Regions from separate parts of the Rattus norvegicus genome. Here region 2 is linked to region 1. A link is a contact called in public Hi-C data. All regions are on one chromosome and are shown on one strand. The core of a region is the stretch at or near the end of the contact, and the rest is flanking DNA. Distances in the headings are between cores, read along the strand shown. Region 1 holds the start of Cped1 (cadherin-like and PC-esterase domain containing 1). Region 2 overlaps Cped1 (cadherin-like and PC-esterase domain containing 1).

Region 1 (5,307 bases), core at 1,455-3,954:
CGAAGACAGTGAACTGTGCTTACGTCGTTCCGACAGAAAAAAGAACGAGATACTGTGATTTACAACTACATGGGTGGAATTGGAGGTCATTAAGTGGGGGAAGGACAAGTTACAAAAAGTAAAGACTGTGTGATCCCACTTGTGAGGAACCTGCAAGCGGAGGAGAATGTTGGTCACCAGAGACTGATGAGGGATGGGGAGAGACTGAATGGGAGGGTTAATCACAGGACCGAGTTATAATTAGTACAGTCAGAAGTAGGGATCTCTAATGTGCTATTGCACAATAGAGTGACTACAGGCCATATGTACAAAAGCTACAAGGCAGAATTCTTAATGTTTTTACTCCAAAGAAATGAGAAGCACTGAGTCAATGGATAGGTTTAAATCACCTTAGATAACATGCTATATGCATTCATAGAAACATTGCATGGTGCTGCCTTAATATGTCCAATATCTCCATCTAGCCATTAAAATTGTAAATTTGAGAACACAGATATTTGGATCTCAGGCATGGCTAAAGCCCACAAGTTCATCTTCTCAAAATGTCTATTCCCCTTCATCACAAAGGATGGTGGAAAGAGAACAATTAGTGACAAGAGTTTGTGTCTGCTTCTTTTGTGTTCCTTGTGGCTCACCATTTAAACGATCTCCTCACAGGTCTGACACCTCACCACATCCTAAGCTCTGCTAGGGCTGAGCCTGGGGCTCTTACAGCTGACAGATGTGCATCCGCTCTCTGCCAGCCTCAGAATGCCTAGGTGCTGTCTGTGCATCCGCTCTCATCCATCTGCCAGCCTCAGAATGCCTAGGTGCCGTCTGTGGCCATCTCACCAGGGCCAACTGCACTCAGAGTGGGTACTGAGCCCACAAATGATAGACTTAGACTTCATATTCCAAAGCACTTATTTCAGAACAGCCTGTAAGAGGTGGTGAATGTTATAATCTATGTCCATGACGGACTGCCTCTGATACCTGATGTGGTCCCAGGAGTCTCAGTCCACTTGGCGCTGTGCTTTCTTTGTTACACACTTCTTCTAACTAACCCTTTCTATTTCTAATATTAATGATATTTCTAATATTATCGCTACTGTCTTCTGCTCTTTGGACTCTGTGCTGAACACAGGGAATTGAGTTCTTCGACTTATTGGAAGCCTTTCTGGATTCCTCTTAGCCAAAAGGAGAGCTGCAGAATTGTCTAAAGATTTTCTGGTCTGCTGCCTTTCCTTTCTCCCCACCTAAAGGCAATTCCAGTTAGCATCCAATTTCCTCTCCTGTAAAATGACTCAGCAACTTAATAATGTCCCCTCCCCAAAAGGGTTCTTCCTCTGAATTCTAGCGTTAATAATTAATAACTATCTATATTGCTCATAACACCCAGTAAACAGCTTTACCACATAAGCAGAGAAGACATTCCAATTTAGAGGTCTAGTAATTCCTATTGGCCCTTAGATTATATTACAGCCACCAAAACTCTGTATCATGGGACAGTAATGCCCTCTCAATGTCTGCATGTAAAAACCAGGCTAATTTTCTCCCATTCCCTTATTTCTCATGGTATTGAAGACTTTGAATTTATATATCAAAGAGTAGTAAAACAATTTATAGACTTCATGTAAATAGACCTGAGATAAGTTAATGCTTATTCTATAATGACCAAATTAGTTTGCTTTTAGGGAGCAAACTTTCCTTTCCTTTTCTCTTTTCTTCTTCCTCTTTCTCTTCCTCCTCCTCCTTCCTCTTTATCTCTCTCTCAAATCTCTCTCTCTCCCTCCCTTCCTTTCTTTCCTTTCTCCCATCATCTATCCCCAGCTGACTCAAATTAAGTTTCTTACTAGCAAGAGATGTCCATTTTTCTGAATCTTTTGTAGCTGTGAGCCTCTAGGGGGCACTCCCTCTCACAAAATATTAGGGTCTAATAGCTGAGTCCTTTGGCATGGGCTTAGTCTAGGGGTGTGGCCTCACGGGTTAAAGTCTGCCTATAAGAAGTTTGGTTAGACCTAAAGTATGAAACCATTTAAGTCTTTAAAGAATGTCCCCCATGAGCCTAAACTAGTCCTTCCCAGAGCAGTCAAAGCAAGAACCTGGAGGTTCTTTCGATGGTCTCTCACCCTGCTGAGCCAACAGTGATGAAATTTGCCAGTCTGCCCTGTTAACAAAGCCCGTGAGAGGGTTGGCATGGAATTAAAAGGCCTGCTGGGTACCCCTTTCTCCTGGGCAAAAGTTAGGACTTCAATAAGCTGCTACAGTCAGCTCAGTTGAATAGCATCAGGCTGTTTGCAATGGGAAAACTTCAGAGCAGTAGTAACAGCGGAAGGACTCTATGTTGGAATGGAGAGGGGACTTTTAGCTACACGGACTGTGGAATGTTTCCTAGTCTGTGGTCCAGACTGTCCTGATGACTCTCTTGTCCGCTTAAGCGTAACCGCAATTCCCTGGAGTGATGAACCTCCCAGTTAGCTCGGAGTCGGCCTTCATCTCCTCCTCGAACTTGAGGATCTATTGACTAGAAGCCATTTGTTATTCTGTATTAGGAAAACGCTGTGACAGAGAAGAGCAGAGATCAAGTATGTTTCTAATTCTGCAGGTCTGGATAGATTGCCACGTTCCAAGTTAGGATGTCTAACTGCTGTTTCTATGCACCCTTTGCTGGTGACGAGCTCATAGTGCGATCGGACAGCCCCCAAGGCCAGAAAAGTCCTAGCTTAGCTCCGCCCCGCTCGGCCTGGGTGGCAGGGATGGCCCGGGTCCTCCGGCTCTCGGCCCTGTGTGCAGCCGGCACGCGCGTGTCTCCGCGTGTCTGCGCGTGTGTGTCCGTGCGTGAGAGTGAGATGAAGTGGAGTCCTACGCCTGGGTGCTTCCTCCCAAGTGATTTTCATCAGCAATCCATTAAGGGGATCATGAAAAAAAAAAATCTGGCTAAAAGGATGAAAACTGAGTAAGTACACAGAACTTTGAACTTGAAACGGAATGAGACCAAACGCAAGCAAAACCCTGACAGTGACCACATACATCCAAACTGCTATCCCCCACCCTCTTTTTATGTTAAAAGCCGTGAACGCTAGCAGCCAAGTGGCAATTTAAAACTGAACGAAAGGAAGCAGTTCTGCAACATAAAAGGCTGAGAGCGGGATGGCTTTAAAAGCGGAGGGAAAATGAGAAACTGCTAGGACAACCTGGCCGGCGCCCAGCTGTGCAACAGGCTCTCCGCGTTTAATCGGCTGCGTCTCTCAGGGCTGGTTTCTGCCTTCAGACCCGCATTACTGTGCTTTCTTTTTGCCCCCAAAGAAGAGACAAGCTGAACTCCTGAGTTTAAGAATGTTATGGAAGTAAGACATTGCCGGAAGGAACTCTTGGCAGCTGGGGATGCATTTGGATGATTTCTTACAACTATCTTTATTTTGACATCTTAAAAAAAAAAAAATCAGGGCAGTCACTTCTTACTGTCCTTCATGGAAGGGCTATTGTTAACCACCTCTGACCGCTGGGTCCTGTGAATCTTTGGCATGAACTTTCGGAAAGTTCTCCAGTGGAGATGGGGCGAACTTGATTAGAATTGTGCAAAAGCAAGACAGATGTGTGTTTTTTTCATACTGACAACGTGGCCAGGGGCCAAGTGAACCTGGACTGGTCATGGTCTGTCGACCTGGGTTCCTTTGTCGCCGGCGATTTTGCCCCCGACCTTTCCTGGTGGGTTTGGTGGTGGCAATCTGTCTCTTTTACCAGACCCTAACACTCAGAGGGACTAAGAAGATTGCAGCGGAGGTCTCTGGGACTGTCCCACACACCCCCTCTCAAACTCAGGGTAGCAGATGTGAGAAAGACTACCCGCAGGACAAACGGTGCTTCCTTCTCTCTGCCAACGCTCAAGAAATCAGGAAGGTAAGTCTGAGTTTAGCCTGGGCGTCTGGTCGGCCTCTCTCTCCTTTCTGCAAAACTAAAATTAACTTCCATGAGGTCCGAAAGCGAGCCAGAGTATAAACAGACCAGAGTGACCTGGTGACTGGGAGATGAATTACATAAGCTGCTAAGCTCCCTAACCCTACAGAGTTCTGCCCTTTATCTTTTAGAGGCTAACTTCATTACAGCGAGAGAAAAATAGCTTCTAAAACTTTAGAAGTCTAAGAGAGTTGAGGATTTCTACATCAGAAACAAAAGCTAGTTTTAAAAATCCGAAAAAAAAAAAATCCTGTATCTCTTTCCTTAAATCCAAGAGTATGAATGCCAAGACTCCCAAATTCTAGAACTCCTCCAGAACTCCATCTCAAGACCTGGTTCTGAATTGGTGACTTGTTTTTAAAACTAATGTGTTCATTTCTGAAGAATTTAAAAGAATAGTCCTATAGGTTTCTTAAGAACAATTGACATGCTATTTAGTTGTTCATATTGGGCCCATACCTGGACTCTAAGCACTCAGGAGGCAGAGGCAGGAAAATTATGCCAAGCTCCAGCCCAGCCTGATCTACATGAAGAGTTCTGGGCCTGCCTGTGTTAAGTGATGAGGCATTTTTATTTAAAGTGTGCATTTATGCTTGGTGTGATGGACTACTGATAGTCTGTACTGGAAAGGCAGAGAGACAGGGGGTCAAGGGTTAAAGGCCAGTCTAGGTTAATTACATTATGCCTGAGTCCAGCCTCAGCTACATAAGACACTGTTTAGTAAAAAAGAAAAAGAAAAGAAGGAAGGAAGAAGGGAAGGAAAAAGGAAGGAAGGAAAACAAAATGTTGGAGAAAAAAATCATTTTTACTGGGGAGGGGTTTCACTATTTTTACTTGTAAAGTATAGGGAACAACACAAATCCAGAAAACATAAAATGTCTGCTTTAATACTCCACTATGTCCAGGCCTGCCAGTCAAGTGCAGGTCTTTCACTGCCAAGTATAAAGAAGAAAAATAAAAAAAGATGAAAAACTAATTAATCAAGAAGTCGTGATGGAAAGCCCACCGAGTGGGTGGCCCTTGAAGTATTATACAGCAAGATACCTTTGGGATCTGCAGGAACTGCCTTTTATCTGTGTAGACATAGGGGGAGTTTCTGAGCCTGCTTAGTTGTACTTGGAGCAAAATCTTGTCTTGGGTAGGAGCATGATCGCTGTTGTCAGTACCAACACCTCGGGGGGACACTGTGGTGTTCTATAGACTCTGTTCATTTCGTTTCAGGCTCATAACCCAAGTAGGTAGGAAGTGTGTAGCGTTGCTGTTAACTAACCCAATTTGGCTGTCACCGAGGGATGCTCAAGTGGTCCACATGGCTAGCAGGATGCCCTGCCACATCCCACAGTAGTCAATCTGCTTAGTTCCCACCGCAAT
Region 2 (5,650 bases), core at 523-3,022, 94 kb after region 1:
TTAGATGTTTTTCTTTACTATCTTGCTAAGAGCTTGTCTTGGTCAGTGTTCCAATTCTGTGAAGAAACATCATGACCAAGACAATTCGTATAAAAGAAAGCATTCAATTGGCGGGTTGCTTGCAGATCCAGAGAGTTAGTCCATTATCATGGGTGGGGGTGGGGGGTTATGGTGGGAATAGGGCAGAATTGATAGCCCTGGAGAAAAAAGCTGAGATCTACATCCTCTTTTACAGACAGATAGAGAAGAGTGGGATTTGGTAACTTCACAGCTCACTTCAAGTTGGCATACTTCTTCCAACAGGGCCACACCTCCTAATTCTTCTAATCCTTCTCAAACAGTTCCATGACATCATAACTAAGCATTCAAACATATGCGCCAATGGGGGACATTCTTACTGAAACCACCACTGTGATCGAGTTTTATTTTTATTACTGTGATAAAAAATTATAAAAATGAAAAAAGCTTCTATTACTGTTGACCCAAGACAACACATGGAAGAAGGTTTATTTGTCTCACAATTCAAGGATAAGGTTCATACTGTGAAGAAGTCAAGTCAGAAACTTAAAGATCACGTTTATAATCAAGAGAAAAAGTAACAAACCCATGGGTCTTTGCTCACTTGCTTGCTTGTTCTAGGCTAGCTTTCTTCCCTCTCATACTACTCAGGACTACCTGACTAAAGAATGGTGCTGCCTGCAGTAGGTTGGGTCTTCTTCTATGACTTAGCAATCAGGGCAGGTCCCCTAAAATCATGCCCATAACCCAATCTGATTTTGTTAATTCCTCAATTAAGACTCTCTTCCTAGGTAATTCTAGATTGTGCCAAGTAGAGAATTAAATCGATACCAGATAGCTAGTCTAGCCAATTGGTAAGTTTGAGGTTCAGTGAGAAACCTTGTCTCAAAAAACAAGACAGAAAATGATAAAAGACACCCATATGAATAGATATGGATAAACACCTCCATATACACATAAACATATGTATGCTCTAGAACTGTGTTCTTCAACCTGTGGCAACCCCTTTGGCAAACCTCTACCTCTAAAAAAAATATTTACATTATGATTCATAACAGGAAAATTACAGTTATGAAGTAGAACAAAAAATAATTTGATGGTTGGAGTCACTACATCTGTATTAAAGGGTCACCGTAGTAGGAAGGATGAAAACACTGGTCTAGAGAGGAGTCCACAGAATACAAAACACCGCACTGAAAGTTCCCCTTTTATTGTATGTCATCCTGCTATGTGGCACTCCTATTGCTATCTACCCCATTTTAATTTAAGGGTGGTCCTTTGCTGGTAGACCTCACGCACAGTTCTTCGAGTCAAGCCCACACACATTGGAGTACTAGTAGGGCAGACATTCCACATAAACACTCCGACGCCCCAGTAAATAATCACCAGATGACAGCTCAGCATCTCTCACTGACCACAGACTGTAAAAAAGGGGACAAAGTTGGGAAATAGGTTCTCTCTCTGTCTCTGTCTCTCTGTCTCTCTGTCTCTCTGTCTCTCTGTCTCTCTGTCTCTCTGTCTCTCTGTCTCTCTGTCTCTCCGTCTCTCTGTCTCTCTCTCTCTCTCTCTCTCTCTCTCTCTCTCTCTCTCGGTCTGTCTGTCTCTCTGCCTGTCACTCCCCCTTTTGATGTCAGAATTAGGTGTGCTTAATATCACTGAATTGTAACAGGGCCACAATTGGACTCAACACATTTCTCTAGAACGGAGTGGAGCTACTTGGCTCCACTTACTTTTCGAGTACGAAGCCATCACTATTTATGACTCAGTAATCCAAATATTGCAGGCACAGGAATGTTTACTCTGCCTCTAAATAGAATTACTAAGAAAGATGATGTGTTTAAGTAAACTGGATCTGTTCATCTATCTTCGGTTCCCTGTTTTGCAAACGCTTCAGTTTCTTTACCGTGCTCCTCCACCCAGCATGGGTCGGTCTACAGCCAGTTTTAGATCAGTGCTGTGTCGTTTAAGAGAAAGAGCCTTCAACTATAATCATAGCCAGCTATAACATGCAAGGTACAATCCACAAAATGATATTTAAAATGTCCCAATTACACAATGTATTTGTAAACCTACAGTAGCCAAGAGCAAAAGGATATAGAGTGCCAAGGTGCCACCGGGACTAAAGTATACTGAGAAATTTTTAAAGTGATTTGGGAAAGAAAAGTTAGATTGAGGGACAGACAAGAGCGCTGAGTAAGGAACCACCTTCTGAGAGAAACCAGCAGCAGCTGCAGGATGCTGGGCAAGCGCCTCGGAAGCAGGGCGGAAAGCCCGAACTGCAGATCATTTGATGGATAATGGTAGCCACGGACCTCTGCCACGTTTCACCTTAGAGCCATGAAATTGAATGAGCACTCTTACTTCTCAGAATCCTTATAGACATTTCACGTGCGTTTTCTCTAAATCCAGTTTTGCTGGCCTGCTAGTGACCTCCAACTTCTTTTGGGAAGAGTACCCCAAGCCCTCGAGCTGAGGAACCTGACTCCAGCCACAGGGGAACTGAGCCAGGGTGGCAGGGGGGCCAGACCAAAACAACCCTTTGAGAAAGCTGAGGTCACGTTGATTGGGCAAGCAAAGTAAAACAGCCTCTTCCTACATCATCTCTAATCCCAAAGACCTTGTAGGGTAGTTTGGATTAAAACAAACAAACACAAACAAACAAACAAACAAACAAAAAAAACCCAACTTTATTTGTAAGGTGATAAGGTTGAAAAAAAAAGATATTGAAGGAAGATTTAGGATCACTCAACCCACAACATTTGTTTATTCATTGACTGATTAATTGATTGATTGACCTGGGGGAGAAACAAGCCACATTACACATGTGTAGGTCAGGGCACATAATGCTCTCCCCAGTGTTCTCCTTTAAGGTTCCAGGGATTAAACCCAAGTCTTCATATTTGGCAGCAAGCACCTTTGTGTTTTGAACTGTCTGTCTCACTGTCCCCCATCACAAAACAAAATTCTGCCAAATTCTTCATATAAAAGCCTCTAATTTCCTTGATAGTTCCCTCTAATTCACTAAAACACCATTTTTCCCAGTCACTCCCTTCATGGAACTTTTTGTACACTCTTCTCTTTCCAGCTCACCTTTATAAAGTAATCAATTGATATTCACTCCTTATGCCAGGGTATAATAAAGACTCACTTTCTAAGTCAACATCATTTCTTCATTAGGTGAGGAACAAAAAGAGGAAACCCAGTATTTTTAATAGATTTTTTTCTTTGCTACTAGCCATCTTGAATTCTTTCTGCCACTTCTAAATTGATTCTTAAACTCACCATCTCCTGGCTGGAATCTATTGTGATAAGAAATAATGTTGAATTTTCTTTTCATGACTCCTGGCCACTGAGTGTTATTAGGACTCTCTGGGCTTTTTAAATCAATGACTGTATAACCCTCATTTATTGAAGATGGCTGGAATAATATTGAATGTCACAATTTTTTTCTTCAGGATATTTAAAAATAAATAGCAAAATTCATTTTATATACTATTTATTTATTTATTTTTTTACTATCAGTTTTTTCTCAGTCATCTAAGTAGGAGCTCAAGTTTGGGGTTTCGTAAAGAGTTTGCTTTACAGGGATGTTCTGGTTTGCATTATTTTCTGCTGTTGCCAAAAATACAATGACAAAAAAACAGAAAGAGGGAAGAAAAGGGTTCACACTGCTTACGCTTCTAGGCCACAGTTCATCAATGAGGGAAGTCAGGACAGGGACTCAAGCAGAAACCTGGAGGTACAAAATGAAGCAGAGGCCATGGAATAAAGCTACTACTGGCTTGCTCCTTGATTGTGCTCATTTACCTTTCTTTAAAAAATAAAATCCTCGACTCACCTGCCTAAGGATGGTAGAGCCCATCATTTAGCAGTCAGGATACTGCCCCTCAGTCATGCTCACTGTCTGATGCAGCAAATTCTCTAGTCAAGGTTCCCTCTTCCCAGTTGACTCTAGGTTGTGTCAGCTTGACAATAAAAAGTAACTAGCACAAGGGAGATGCAAAGAAGCAAGGTTAAATGGGACCCTACCTTGCCAGGCGCGCCTCAGAGGCAGGAAGCCCACGAAATCAAGGTTAGCCTTGCTACAGAGTGAGTTTAAGCAAATTTGTAAGGCCTGTGTTGGAATAACAAATGAGAAGGAGAGCTGGGATGTAGCTCAGCTGAGGAGTGTGTGACAAGCACACAAGGGACACTCGAGCCACAAAACTGAACTTAAAAGCCAGGCTTTGGATGTGGCAAATCTACGAATACTATTACAGTAATTTAATGTATATAGAATATATACATTATAATTATATATATAATATATATAATATATTGTAATATCTAATACATTATGTATAATCTTGCCAGTACAGGAGATGAACAGTTTCTGAGGAAGATTTGCAAAGTATCTGTATAGAAATATTTGTTTTATTTCATTAATTAGCTTAAATGCTCACATTCTTTGTGGAGAAGAAATAGTAACATGAAAGTTAATAATTCAGATAAGGAAAGAAAGAACTGACATTTTGGATTGCCTGATTAACATTTTTAAAGAGCAGCTCCCACCACGTTTGCGGCATGGAGTTTGGTTAATTCTTTGGTGATGTACAAGACACAAAACAACAGAAGTTCTAGGCTAATGGTCCTCTTCACTCTCGAAGGCTGAAAACCTCGAGCCCAGTTCAGAAAGTCAGGCTACAGTGTGGCTGGCTTCAGCCACGTGTCCGCAGTCTTCCGTCGGCTAGAATCCACTCCTGTCTTCCGATGCCAAACGGTCAAACTTAAGTTCTACAGACTCCAATCACACTGCTGGCTGATGGCCAGGAAGACCCTCAGAATCACACAGTCGTTCCGTACTCGTTTGCCTTCCTGGAGTGTTCCACACTGGTTACCTATTTCTGTCATGTAAGTCCCCATCTCCCATGAGACTTCATTTAATCAACTCTTGCAAGTCTCTGTGTCTTCTATATTCTTATCCTCGGATTCAAAGATCACGGAAATCTTGCTATCATAAAAATAAACTTGGCTCAAATATAATATCTTTGTTTGCAAACAATATACAAATCGAGAAGCTACTTGATAGTAACACTGTATACTTTAAGATATTAAAATATGATGTAAAAATTACAGGGAAATACCCTGTGGATTTACTATCTAGACCATGTTAATGCCTGGTTTCATTTAAATAGCAACCATTACTCCCACCCAGTGTTTGTATCCTACATTTAAGTTATCATTGACTACACTACATTTAAACGGAATTTATAATTACTGTTGCAGATTCTAGTAAGCCATTAATTATTCTGATGCAAATTAAATCAATACTATTTCATGGTTTGTTCCAGAAAATGTGTCCTGAGGGAAATGGTTTGATATTAATAAAGTGATTAACTTCTTTTACAGCAGGTGGATTTGGGCATCTATTTTATTGTCATATTTATTGGACTCTTATGTATTAATATTTGGGGGAAGCTGTGTTTCAAATTGTTATTAATGACATTCATTAATTTATATTAAATTATTCATCTTGGGCTTTGCTGGAGTAGTCAAGCATTTTCTTTTTCTTAAAAAAATTTTTTTTTGTCTTCTGAAAAACTCATGTAGAAAAACATCAGAGGAAAATTAAGCTGCCATAAAATAATAAAAC

Evidence for each region. A called contact is a pair of places that touch in the nucleus more often than the background predicts.
Region 2: a Hi-C map of the A7r5 cell line shows a contact between it and region 1, with 6 times the contacts expected there. The contact joins the enhancer-like site here to the promoter of Cped1 in region 1. A contact is called at or near these places in 12 of 12 Hi-C or Micro-C datasets (the A7r5 cell line, the Rat2 cell line, Schwann cells and 7 more).

What each region holds. Positions count from the first base shown.
Region 1 is chr4:51,479,794-51,485,100 of GRCr8, forward strand. It overlaps Cped1 (cadherin-like and PC-esterase domain containing 1), which reads left to right and starts at 2,705. Exons shown (of 22, transcript XM_039108607.2): 1 at 2,705-2,935; 2 at 3,724-3,879.
Region 2 is chr4:51,574,334-51,579,983 of GRCr8, forward strand. The region is part of intron 4 of Cped1 (cadherin-like and PC-esterase domain containing 1); the gene reads left to right. Among named protein-coding and RNA genes, the nearest start is that of Cped1, 95 kb to the left of the region's middle. Within about 2 kb of position 1,773, at least 3 of the 93 cell types and tissues checked have an H3K27ac peak or open chromatin away from gene starts, as enhancers often do. A contact at or near this core is called in the A7r5 cell line, where this site is marked.